3 separate regions of the Gossypium hirsutum genome follow, and regions 1 and 2 are each linked to region 3. Evidence: chromatin contacts called from public Hi-C data. All regions are on one chromosome and are shown on one strand. The core of a region is the stretch at or near the end of the contact, and the rest is flanking DNA. Distances in the headings are between cores, read along the strand shown.

Evidence for each region. Hi-C and Micro-C count contacts between places; a contact is called where the count stands out from the background.
Region 1: a contact with region 3 is called in a Hi-C map of fibers, with 7 times the contacts expected there. The contact joins the promoter of LOC107962852 here to the promoter of LOC107962866 in region 3. A contact is called at or near these places in 18 of 34 Hi-C or Micro-C datasets (anther, callus, fibers and 4 more).
Region 2: a contact with region 3 is called in a Hi-C map of leaf, with 5 times the contacts expected there. The contact joins the promoter of LOC107962858 here to the promoter of LOC107962866 in region 3. A contact is called at or near these places in 15 of 34 Hi-C or Micro-C datasets (callus, hypocotyl, leaf and 1 more).

The regions. Positions count from the first base shown.
Region 1 is chrA06:29,869,307-29,873,503 of Gossypium_hirsutum_v2.1, reverse strand. It overlaps LOC107962852, which reads left to right and starts at 2,292. Exons shown (of 7, transcript XM_016899396.2): 1 at 2,292-2,621; 2 at 2,786-2,888; 3 at 3,012-3,132; 4 at 3,502-3,623; 5 at 3,734-3,855; 6 at 4,133-4,197. The coding sequence starts at 2,471.
Region 2 is chrA06:29,777,500-29,781,808 of Gossypium_hirsutum_v2.1, reverse strand. LOC107962858 (translation machinery-associated protein 22) reads left to right here and starts at 1,925. Exons shown (of 7, transcript XM_016899411.2): 1 at 1,925-2,234; 2 at 2,679-2,774; 3 at 2,894-2,958; 4 at 3,262-3,343; 5 at 3,435-3,502; 6 at 3,594-3,677; 7 at 4,099-4,309. The coding sequence starts at 2,087. The coding sequence ends at 4,155.
Region 3 is chrA06:30,761,245-30,765,345 of Gossypium_hirsutum_v2.1, reverse strand. LOC107962866 reads right to left here and starts at 2,609. Exons shown (of 2, transcript XM_016899420.2): 1 at 2,470-2,609; 2 at 1,607-2,148. The coding sequence starts at 2,138. The coding sequence ends at 1,752. LOC107962865 (serine hydroxymethyltransferase 3, chloroplastic) reads right to left here. Exons shown (of 11, transcript XM_016899419.2): 11 at 3,545-4,043. The coding sequence ends at 3,769. LOC121231293 (small nucleolar RNA R38) reads right to left here and starts at 2,339; the gene lies at 2,255-2,339.

The sequences.
Region 1 (4,197 bases), core at 1,043-3,542, 890 kb after region 3:
TCCCACGTCCACTCGCTAATCCCCCATAAGAGGATTAGTTCGTCATGGATCCCATAAATAATATAAACTTGATGAATAAAGTAAACATAAGAAATAGATCAAGAGTAAAAGTGAAGGGAAATCCTTATTTGTATTCGAACGATTAAAGTGCAGAAATCCTCAAATAGTTTGTTGAATACACAAGTCAGATTCTTTGCATAACAAAAATAAACTGAAAAGAAATCCTAAGTACAAAAGAAACTCAAAACTGAGAACTAAATTGAAAAGAAAATTCTAAGTTACAAAAAAGATGTTTTTCAAGTGTTTGATCAACCCTATTTATAATATTAGGGTTGGTCTCGTCCCTAGCCCTAGTTCGGCTGACGTTTTTACATTAAATTTCATTGTGCGAACCAAAATGCCCTCAACTCGTTAATGCTTTACGTACAAGGCTGGTGTCGCGACATCCATTGCTCTCTATGTTGTGACATTAAAGTCAGATTGCTTGGCTCAAGCTCAGCTTCAGGGGTGTGTCGTGGCATCCTCTGTCTTTGGATTATTTCTAACTAGGTAATCAAGTATTTTTTAAATTAAAACTTGATAGCGATTGGACTTTTATAATTTAGTCTTTGAGCTTTAATTAACTATTTTCTCTGTTAAATTACTTAATCAATCTTCAATTTTTTTTCATCACAACTTCATTAATCTTTATATTTCATCCTCGCAAACTCAATTTACAGAAATGAAGTTCTGAAACTGTATTTTCTGACACCACTTAAAATCAGGTTGTTACAAGCACTTCCAAAAGATGCATCCATTCATGCGAATAAGTTGTCTATTCATGGCCAAATGAGGCCACCTTCCTGATTATATTTTGTAGAGATAAATGCATCCTTAGTAGCATAATGATCCTAAATAAGTAAACTCCAAAACTTATCCCAAGATAGAGCCCAATAAATCAAGTAAAATCAACACATAAATCACCAAGGCTAAAAGATAAGATAAGCCTTATCCAGTAAGCAAGTCGACCGGCTCTTCTTTAAGCCATCAATTTTGGTCCACAAGGTTGAGACGAAACAAATACATCTTTGGATCCATTTGCTTATGGTAAAATCCTATTAGAAGGCCCAAATAAAAAATGTCAACATCTCACATCACTTCGGTTGTCCTAAGGTCTTGTCTGAATAAGTGTTTGAACAAGAGTCGAAACATCAGTCTTGGACAGCCTTGGTTTAACAATGTTTTTAAGAAAAAATATCAACACCAACAATTTAACAAGAATAATTAATGACTATTCAGACTAATTAATGACATTTATGTCAAATAAAGTATAAGGATTAATAATAATATTTAATCATAATAGAGGAATTGAAACCAAATTATATATAGACATCTATAATTGAAAATATACAAATAATTATTTGATATACTAACAGGGATGGAAATCTTTAACTCCACAAGTGAAGTTGAGGTATTGTCATGTCTTTAATTTTTTTTCTTTTATGAAAGAATGTGTCCTTAAATTGTAGTTAAAAAAGTAATAAATAAGTGAATATGACATGTAGCAAGATCTACACACCGGTTGAGAAGTTAAAAATTTTTATTTTATCGCTTATGTATTAAACAATCACTCAAAAATATAATATAATAATGAAAATGAATATTGATTTAAGCCTGCAGGCTTTAACTTGATAATATTTTGAAAGTTAATTTGATTTATCACCAGATTGTATTGTTGATTGTTTGTATCAAGGTTATAATTTTATCAATAATATAACAGTGTTCTGAATAAAATACTAATGCAGTGGTAAGATTCCATATGGATTTTAAGTCTGTGAACATCAAATTTAGGGTTTGAATCGTATAAAAATTTCCCCAAATTTGTAATGCTTGTTTCCACCTGTGCTACTTGAGTTGATGTAAAGGAAGTTTTCAATGAATTTCAAAAAGAAAAGGAGAATTTGTGTAAGGATTGACTCAATGAGATATAAAAAGAAGTTATTTTTGTATAAAAGATTAAGGAAGAGAGATTGTCTAAAAGTTAAACCCGAGATTAATATAATTGAAATTTTAAACACAGATAGGTTTGGTGAATAAATGAAAGGCAAGAGGCTTAAAGCCATGCCTTCATGTGCCAACTTAGAGAAATTTACCATAATTCAAGATTGGGCCTTCACAAAAGGAAAGAAATTTTATTTTTCTTTTTTTGGATCCTATTTACAGGTCTATGTAATCTGAAAACAGCCTCAGAAAGAAAAAGGGCCTATATAGCCCATGTTGGGAGAAGATAAAGGGAGGGGACACATATGAAACATCGTCAAATTCGAATGAAAACAAATGCAAAATCGAACATAAAGCCGAAGAAAAATATTCCCCGGAAGTATAGAGCAGATCATAAGAAAAAAAAAACCCAAACATAGACAGTGGAAACAGAGAAGGAAAAGTTGACAGTTTTTCTTTCAAAGAAAAAAGAAAAAAAAAAGAGGAAACAATGGTTTGGATGGTGAATCAACAGGTAGGAAGAGGAAGAAGTCGAACATGGGGAGTTGCATTGCTTTGTTGGCTTTTCATCATGTTGGTTACTCCAAAGATCCCACTTTCTTACAGGAACCATCTCTATGCTGACATGCGCAACTTCGTAGGTAACTCTTTCTTTTACATCGTGTTTTCTAAGAAACAAGTGAAGTGAAGTGAAGGTATGGGATGGGATGGGATGGGATGTGGAAAAAAGAAGAAGAGAAAATTGTACATTAAAAGGGAAAATTTGCAAAATTTTATGTTTCCTCATTCTTTGTTTTGCTTATAGGAGTTCCTAACACGTTGAATGTGATCACCAATTTCCCATTTCTGATTGTGGGTGTTCTTGGGTTTGTTCTTTGCCTTGGAGGAGGAAGCTTTTTCAATATAAGGTTGTTTTCTTGCCCCCTTTTTTTAAAAAAAAAATTAGATTTCTTTAAGTTGTAATTTTTAAAGGATAAATTTATGACCATTTGCTGATTAACTGATGTTTATGGACGGTGGATTGGTGGCAGATTGCCAGGAGAGATGTGGGGCTGGCTGCTTTTCTATGGAGGAACTGCTAGTGTGGCTTTTGGTTCTGCTTATTATCATCTCAGGCCTGATGACAATCGAGTACTTCTGGACACCTTGCCGGTTAGCCTTGCAACTTTACTTCTTTATATTCTTTTTATTTGTTCCTCTAGCTTTCGGTTCTTGATGGTTGTTTCCATCATTCAAATGTTGTTCTTAACACAGCTATTTGCCGTAGTTGAAACCATGAACTTCAATATTATATTTTTGTCTATTCTTCGAATTTGCGCTTCATTGCTGAATGCCAAATAGTTGAAATCTCACTTGCTTTGTTTCTAATTTGGTGTTTTTATTGTCTTTTTACATAGAAAGAATCAGAAATTGCAGATGAGTTTCCATTCTATTTCATCCACAATCATAGCCCCTTTGGAATTTTACTACCATATTTCTGTCAAATGCTCCATAACATCAAATTAATTCACATATGTGCAGATGACGATTGCTTATTCCTCTCTTTTTTCTACTTTTATACTCGAGAGACTCGGAGAAAGAATTGGATTAAGTTGCCTTTTTTCACTAGTAGTTCTTGCTGTTCTAAGCACGAGTTATGCAAGGTTTGATTCTTTCTTGAGATGATCTTTTCATCTGTTCACTGAATTGGTCAATGCTTGTCATTCAGATTTCGATTTGTTTTGGCTGAATAAGACTCGATTATTGTTTGCAGAACATTTAATGATCTTCGGTTGTGCATGATATTCCAGTTAATTCCGTGCATTGCTATTCCGATCATGACATTTTTGTTCCCACCTAAATATACCCACTCTAGATACTGGCTTTGGACGGTAGGTATGTCATTTGTCTTCCTTTTCCCGTCTCACATGGAAATCCCACTTCAAGCAAATAATCATGTGGAAAAAGGGTTAGAAATTTGTGGTTTACTACAATTAGCATGCTAGGAGCTGTATGGAATATGCTTCCTTTGGATTGTCTTCTTTAATCTTTATGTCATTTTATACTCTCTCGTTCTCTCTGTTTTCGAAAAGCATTGGGAGTATATTGTATTTTCTTTCCTTGCTCTCAAGAATGTTGGTTTGCTTAAAAATACGATAACAATCTGGTACAGGAGTTTTCATCCTGGCCAAAATGGAAGCTCTAGCTGACATGAAGATATACCGCGCAAATAATTAT
Region 2 (4,309 bases), core at 676-3,175, 980 kb after region 3:
TTTACTTTAATTGACACGGTAGAATGTCATTCGTTGATTTTACCCTTTTTAACAAAAAATATATAGGTGGGTAATGAGGTATATAGAATGAAAGTATAAGGCCAAGCTAATAAAAAAAAATAGTACAAATACCAAAGTGACAATTGAAGTATAATAGAGGGGTCAAAAGAAGAATTAAGCCAATGAAAAATGAGTGCAGTTGTTGAAACCAATGAGACAACATATTTTCCTCCTGCACCCAATATTTTAATTCTCTCACTCTCATAAAAATTCTTAGGTTTGTAAAAGATTTTAGTACTTCTTGACCCCAAAATTGAAAAATATAATTTTCAAGAATCAAGACTGAAAAATATCTCTTTAAATTTCTCTAGTGCTCATTGGTAATTAGCTTCTAACTAGGTTATAATATTCTAATTTTGAAAGTTATATTACTAGTTTATATTCATTATTTTCTTCTTCAATGAAAGATAGCAAATTGTACAAGATCATATGCTAAGCCTAACTCTTAAATTATTGTCACAAACATGTTGAGAAAGTCTAATTGAAAGTATTAAAGCTATAAGAATTCAAGTTCCTTTATTTAAATTAAATGAAGTTAATGATGATCCTAAAATCCAAAGTGAAGTTGAATGTTTAGCAAAATTTTTAAATTTGGTTGGGCATGACTATTTGGTATGGAATATTACTGGCTGTGAATTGGCTAGCAATAGTTTACAATCAAAAGATATGCGAATTGATGTAGCTATAAAACAATTAAAAAGTCTTCTTTAGTTTTTTTGAAAAATACAAGGAGGATGGATTCCAAAATGATACCAAGTGTGCTAAAGAAATAGTTATTGAAAAAGGAAACAGAACCTAAATTCCATGAAAAATACATTATTCTTAGAAATAAATGATTTGATGAGAATGTTGATAATGAAACGATAAAATCTCATCAAGGATTATTTTTTTATACATAGTATGTCAAGTAATTTTATTCTATTAGAATAATAGATTTGAAGATAATTTTGGTTTTTTGTTCAACGTATAAAAATTAAAGTGACTAGATGATGAAAATTTGATTGAATATTTTTTAAAACATGTAAGGGCAAAGTTTTGAAAGAAATTATCAAATTGTAGTTTCTGTTGAGAAAAAATTGATTAGAAGAAATGTTGATTACAATAGTTTAATACATAATTCCGCATCTCTAAAGACTAAATAATAAATTTTAAATAAAAAATAATTACTTAAATTAATTTAAGAGAACTGTTTGTTGCATTAATAGCAGAGTTGATGAACATAAAATCTAAAAGGATGATTAGACATGCGATATGCATCGCCAAATGATTTACATTGTCTAGGCAAAGGATTTAAGGCTTAACAAAAGTTGAGATATCATTAATCACACCTTTTCCGAATTGTGGACGAATTTTCCACCAATATTATAAAACTTTTTTGAAGCTCTATTTTTTAACAAATTTTTTTTTTGAATTTTTAAAAATAATTTGAAAATGTTATGATTTTTTTTAAAAAAATTAAGACTAAATAGAAAAAGATTGAGCTCCAATTATTTAAAATTAGGATCAAATTAAAATAATATATAAATATTAATGGCCAAAATTGTTATTATGTTACTTAGAAAATAGCCACGCCGTCCTTCCTTTAGGTATCTAACGTTTAAGTGACCAAAAAAACACAAATATTGAATACTTTAGTGATTAAATTATAATTTTTTATAATTAAATGATCAAAAATAAAAAGTTTTGTATAATTAAGTGACTAAAAATATAATTTATCTAATATAAACTCGGATTAGCAAAGAGGGCCTGAACCAAATCTAATAACACTGCCACATCTCGGACCAGATTCACTCACTGCCAAGCCCGAGTTAGCCCACTTAGATAGGCCTATTTCCCTAACAAGAAAGAAAGAGAGAATCGGGTTCTCTTTACATCATTGCATGATTGCGGTTGCGTCGCACTGTAACCGGGAAAAAGGAAACGAATTTTTACTTTACGAAAAGAAATCTGGGTTTTGATTATTTACATCCATTATATCCAAAACAAAGGGAAGAAGTAACAAAAAAAAAAAAGAATTGAAGAAATTATGGCAGAGAAACCACAACCAGTGAAAGTTTTATATTGTCCCATATGTTCTCTTCCAGCGGAGTACTGTGAATTCGGCCCTGATTTCGAAAAGTGTAAACCTTGGTTGATCAGCAACGCCCCTGACCTTTACCCACATCTCCTCAAAGGTTTTTTTTCCCCTCTATTTTTCTCTATATTAATTAGTTTGCATACTTGAGTTTTTTTTTTTAATTTTAATCCCATGCCTTTCTGTCTGTTTGCCGATGACAAAGATATTAAAGAAGATGAAATTTTGTTTTTTTGTGGGCTTTTTTGGGGTTTAAATTTGGTTTTTCTTGGAGATATTTTTCTGATATGAATTGATAAATGATTAAAAATTCTTTGCATTTTGCTACTAAATATACACACAAAAACATGTATGCTTAACGTCAATTGTTTTACTATGATTTTAACACCCTTCTATTTGTTTCCTTTTTCTTTTTCTTTTTTTTTTAACTTTGCCTAAACTGTAATTGGAAGGATAAGAGAAGAAAGGCACTTTTTTGCTTTTTTTTTTTTTTAATGTGAGTTTCATAGAGTAAGTTAATTAAAGATTTCTCTTTGATGTTCAGAGGCTAATGAAAAGGAGGGTGAGAAGGTTTCTGAACAGCTGCAATCAGTTGGTATTTCCTCTGCTGCTGAAGGGGCAGCATCTTCAGCTCCACCAGGTTTAAATGATCTTTATATGGAAATATAAATATATTTTATCACAAATAATTCGTTTAAAAAAGTTTTATTCATCTTTTTTTTCATTTTCACTGATCCAATGTTTGTTTTCAATTTTCAGGGAGCACAGTGTCATCTAAACAAGAAGATGTAAAACGTCTTCCTGGTGGAAAAATAAAGAAGAAAGTAAAGTTCCTTCTTTTTCAATTTTTTTCTCCTCAGGCATTATATGCTCATAATATTTATAGGGTGTTTTGAAGCTTTTGATTCCCAATGTTTAAAATTTAAATACCTTTCCATTAATTAGCTTAGGTAACCTGCAAGGATGAATGCTACAATATTTCATGGAACCAATTCTTCTGTTTCCTTTTCTTTTCTTTAATTTTTTGGTTATTGCTTGTGGATCTCTTACATACAAGGTTTGTTTATTATATGTGAGAATAACATATCTAGTCTTCCTAATTTTCCCCATTTTTTGTCAAATAAAAGGAGAAACAAGAAGTTGTCATTGAAAAGGTTGTACGTAATAGGCGCAAATGTATCACCATTGTGAAAGGATTGGATCTATTTGGTGAGTTGCATTCTCACATTTTTATCTTTTTCATCTATTTATTAGTTTTTTTCAGAACAAGTTAATTTTTTTAGGAGGAGTTGTTTTTCAGGAATTAAGCTTAGTGATGCTTCGAAAAAGCTTGGGAAGAAATTTGCCACCGGTGCATCAGTTGTTAAGGTGCGTCAAAGTCATCTTTACTTGTAGTTTTTTCATTCCATTATCGGTTCCTTTGTTTCTTACAAGCTTTTCAATGATTGTTTTCCTTTAGGGACCAACTGACAAGGAGCAAATTGATGTTCAAGGAGACATATCGTATGATATTGTGGAATATATTACAGAGACCTGGCCTGCTGTAATGTTTTCAATAATGTCACTTTACATTTTATTCAATATGAAAATGCTTCATATGAGAAATATGGAACAATGTTTGTTTATTTTCTTTGCCTTTACCATTAGAAAAGACATTACTCTGGTCTTACACATGGAAATACATTTCAACATGAAACTCTCCAATTCTGAGTTATGTTTCTTTATTACCTTGAAAGTGAGGTTTTATTGTTCATTGTTAATGCTAAAACTTGATGAAATTTGATTATATTTGTTTGGTTGTATGTTTCATATTTGACTATTCGTACACCCTGATAAATTTAATGCATGCCTCCTTGCTGGAAAAGATGGCATTACCATCCTTTGGAGTCTTCTTATGATGCGTTACTATATTAAAATCATGTTCAGAAAAGGCAGCATTACCATTCTTTGTTGTTTCCTTTCAGGTACCTGAAACTGCCATTTTCTTCATCGAGGATGGGAAAAAGGTTCCCGCTGCTTGATGCTAGAACTTGGTGCCAGAGCAGGGGACTGGGTGGGATTTTAAAGCACATCGATGAGCCAGTTCCACTTTAATTGGACATAGCATCTATTCATCCGTAGTTGGATAATTTTCCCTAAACCTACTTCATACATAGCTCACTGGTTCTTGGATCA
Region 3 (4,101 bases), core at 1,360-3,859:
TCGCTTCTAGTTGGAAAGTCCATCAAGTGCAGCAAGCCGAGCAATGAAAGTGCTTGGGAATGCAAAAAATACACCATAATAACCTATGCCAAGCCACCACCTCCTGTTAGGTCTTATAATTTTCCTAACCTCAACACAACTGCTTCGAAATAGTTTAGTTCTGGATATGCTTTCTTCTTGCAATGTTTTCATCTGCTCGTTCTTTATTTTTCAAATGTGAAGATGTCAATATAAGTGCATGGTCTGATGATTCATGTGGCATAATGGGATTGTTTCATTTATAGGTTTTTATTTTAAAACCCCCAATTTGTGATGACTAGAGTTTTGAGCTTTTATTATCCTCACTGTTGTAGTAGTTACTTATTTTTAGTTACTTTTAGCAAAATAAACCCCCCCCCAAATTGTTTTATATAATAAAATAACTTTTTTAAAATTAGTTTACGTCGGGCCAGCCTTGGGCCTCAACTTGGACAAAAAAATGAAGCTCATTTTTTGAATTGAGTCTGAAACTAACAATTGAGCTTAAAATTCTATCATGACCTGATTCATAGACAGATTTAATCTGAATTCTTGAATTTTGATTTCACTCTATTTCTTTTTTATCTATTAATACCCGATTCATGTTTAATCACTATTCTCACCAAATTCTCCTTGCTAAATTAAATATATTCGTAACCAACCAAGTCACTACAAGTGCAAATTTTAGTGTGCCGCCAACGTGGGGAGCTCTAAGAAAAACAAGTCGAGGGGATACGATGGGTTAACCGCTTGACTAAGTTTTGGTTGTGTAATTGATCAGGATTGGGAGACCCTTAAGGAGAGACGAATAGGAAATGATATTTCCGGAATAGATGTGAAAGCTTCTCATTTCAACTGCCAACTCAACCTTAGTGTAACGTATAGTACGCCAATTACAACTGTTGAAGGAAGGTATGCGCTTGTTTGAAAATTACACAGAATCTAGAAAGTTTACATTAGGCAGTGCGTATGAGTTTTGGATTATAACAACGTTGGACGAGTGCAGAACCAGGAATGGTATTATCATGTATGACTTGACAATAACCTCAACAACAAGAACTGGTACACAAAACCCACAATACCCTTCCATCTCATCTTTGCCAAAACTTTTGACAGTCCTTGTAGGCTAGACAAATTTCTTGAACGTGCAACTACTGAGTAGCCTATCCTGTTAAGTTCTTGAGATGGAGGAAACCCAACCTTGGTGTAAAATAAACTCGGCAACGAGGAATCCTGGCAGGGGAGGAGCTGAAGTTGTTATTAGGGATCACAATGGAAATTGGGTAAAAGAATCATATCGACACATACCACAGGCAACAAGCGTCGAAGCAGAACTCTGGACTTGGTATTATTAATATATATACAAGTATAAGTAGATGCAACTGCTCTAATAAGTCTCATATCAAACACCATTACTTTAATGTGCCAGAATGTGGTGATCTAATTATTGTTTATGGGGAAGCACCCTTACAACTAGCTTCCTTCTTGACAAAACACCCGCAATCTGTAGCTCAAATAGAACAAATAGTTTTGTTTTGAAATTTTTCGTGTGATTAGTAACCAAAATAAACAAAAAAGTCAGCTCATGGAAGAGAATGAATCAAAATTTGCATTTCATGTAAAAACTTCATGCCTTGCGTTATACAACAATCATATTTAGCCTAAAACCCTCAAATTTCTGAAATTTGAAAATTAAAGTAACAAAGACTAAATTAACACCAAAACCCCATTTATCAAAAACAACAATCACAATCAAATGGGCAAAGTGGCGTACTTCCTGCACCAGATTTACTAATACCCAATTCTTCTTCAGTGTAAATTGCAAAACCATCTGCCGTTCTTTTCCGAGGCCGAGAAGAAGGTTCATTGAATCCTCCTTCCCTGTTGGTTTCTTTACTCTTTTTACTCTTCTTTTTCGACAATTTGGGTTTTGAAATTTCCTCGCCGTTCGGTTTCTCGGACCCTTTAGGGTCGGGTTTCTTCCTCTTTTTACCTGCAAATATCTCGTCGATTTCGTTACCAGCCATTTTAGAAGCTGAATTCTTCTGTTCTGGAATAGATTCTTCTTTTTTATTTTCTGCTTTTCTAGAAGGCGTCGTTGAAGAACCCTTCTTCGCCATTAGGTTGAATCTGCAACTTCAAAACAAAAAATTATAGCATACGAAGAACTAAAATCAACAAAAACAAATCTTGAAGAAATATTAAATACATTTATTAAAAGAAAAAATAATACGAATGTTGTGTCAGAGAACACATTATCAGCACTGGAAATCAGACAGGGATAACTGTGATAATATTAAATTTTCTCATCATTCCCAACATCGTTTCAAAAAAAAATTGTTTCAAGGAATCTTCAACGAATAAACGGATTAAATCCCGAAAAAAGAAAAACCCAGAGAAGGAAATATCTTCCTATGGATATAAAAAGTAATTATCACTGGTGCCTCCTACCTCGCAGTGAGATCCTAAAGAGATTACGATATGGTTTTCCCCTAAACGGAAACGAAGCAGCAGAAACAAAACGAAGCAGAGGAGTGTGAGACAAAGTTTATTTGAAACCCTAAATTGGGTATAAGATGATTATATAGAGGCCCTTTGTTTCGGGTTAAGGGTTTAAGGCTGAGCTTTCTCAAATGTTTGGGCTTTTTCTTAGAAAATGGACCTTTTTTCTTTTGGCCTTCTTGTGAATGTAATATAGATTGTATGATTAAATTAATATTTGGGTACTCTAATTTTTTTTTAATATTTAAGTCTAAGTTTGCTATCAGTTTCTATATTATTTGCATATTTAGCATTTTATATTTTATTATTTTTAAAAATAATAATAATCTTTTTACTCTTAATTGAAGTCCAATAATTTCGACAAAAAAATTTAATTAAGTTGGATTAAGTAATATCCTTTTAGAAAATTGTTCGTGATTAACTTTATTACTTTACTTTTAAATAGTAATATTGAATATAATCATTAGATGTGCTCATAAGTTAAGTTGAGTTAAATTCGACCCAAAAATGAGTTTACTTTTTTTGCTCAAGTTCTTAATTTAAGAAAAGTAAACTCGGACTTGACTCGACTTCCCATGTTTGATTTTTTAGATTAATTTTTATTTAAAAATAAAATTTAAAAAAATATATATAATATACTAAAAAATGCTAAAATAAAACTTTTCTAACACATGAAAAGGTATTCATATTTAAAAACACTATTATAATTTATTAAATTGAAAAACACAAATAAATCTAATAAATATTTTATTATATTAAATATAATTTTAAAATTTTATATTTTGAGTTCGGTTATACTTATTTTGAGTTAGGTTATACTTATTTTGAACAAACCCCTCTATCTAAAATAAAATAAAATAAAAAAACTTTGAGGGTTATCAATTAAATTCCAAATAAATATACTAAATTCTAGGGTTAAAAGTAAAAATATTAAAATTGAAATGCGTGACTAATCGATCCACTTATAAATTTAAAATATCGTCAATTAAAAAAGTTATTTTTTTCCAAGAAAATAGAATCATAATGAATTAATTATAATATGTATTAATATTGTAGAGAAACCACATTTAAAGTGATAAAATTATTGCTGGTTGTCATCACAAACCAACGTTTAAGTCCTACGTTACTCATCCCCTTTCATCACTACATCTCAAATTTTCATAAATCTATGGAAGAAATCAGTGTTGGATTTCACCATGTTATGATATAATAATGTTCCCAGGTCTCTCATTACTAATTAAACCTCACTCATACGCCGGGTATGGGAAACTGGGTGGTAAGTGCTTCGACTCTACTACGAAGATTGGACACCTTATCCGTCAACGAAAAATCAGGATACGAGACAAACTTCAAGAACTCTTGGACCTTTGATCCAGAAGCTAATCCCTTAGCCTCAATAGTGATTTGCACGCCCTCATGGATGAAATCAGCAATAGCCGTGAATTCCTTTTCTGTAAATCCTCTGGTAGTCATTGCAGGCGATCCAATGCGAATGCCACCCGGCACAAGTGCACTCTTATCCCCTGCAAATTTTGAGATGTATCAAGGATTGGTATAAAAAGGGAAAAAGTTAATTATAAA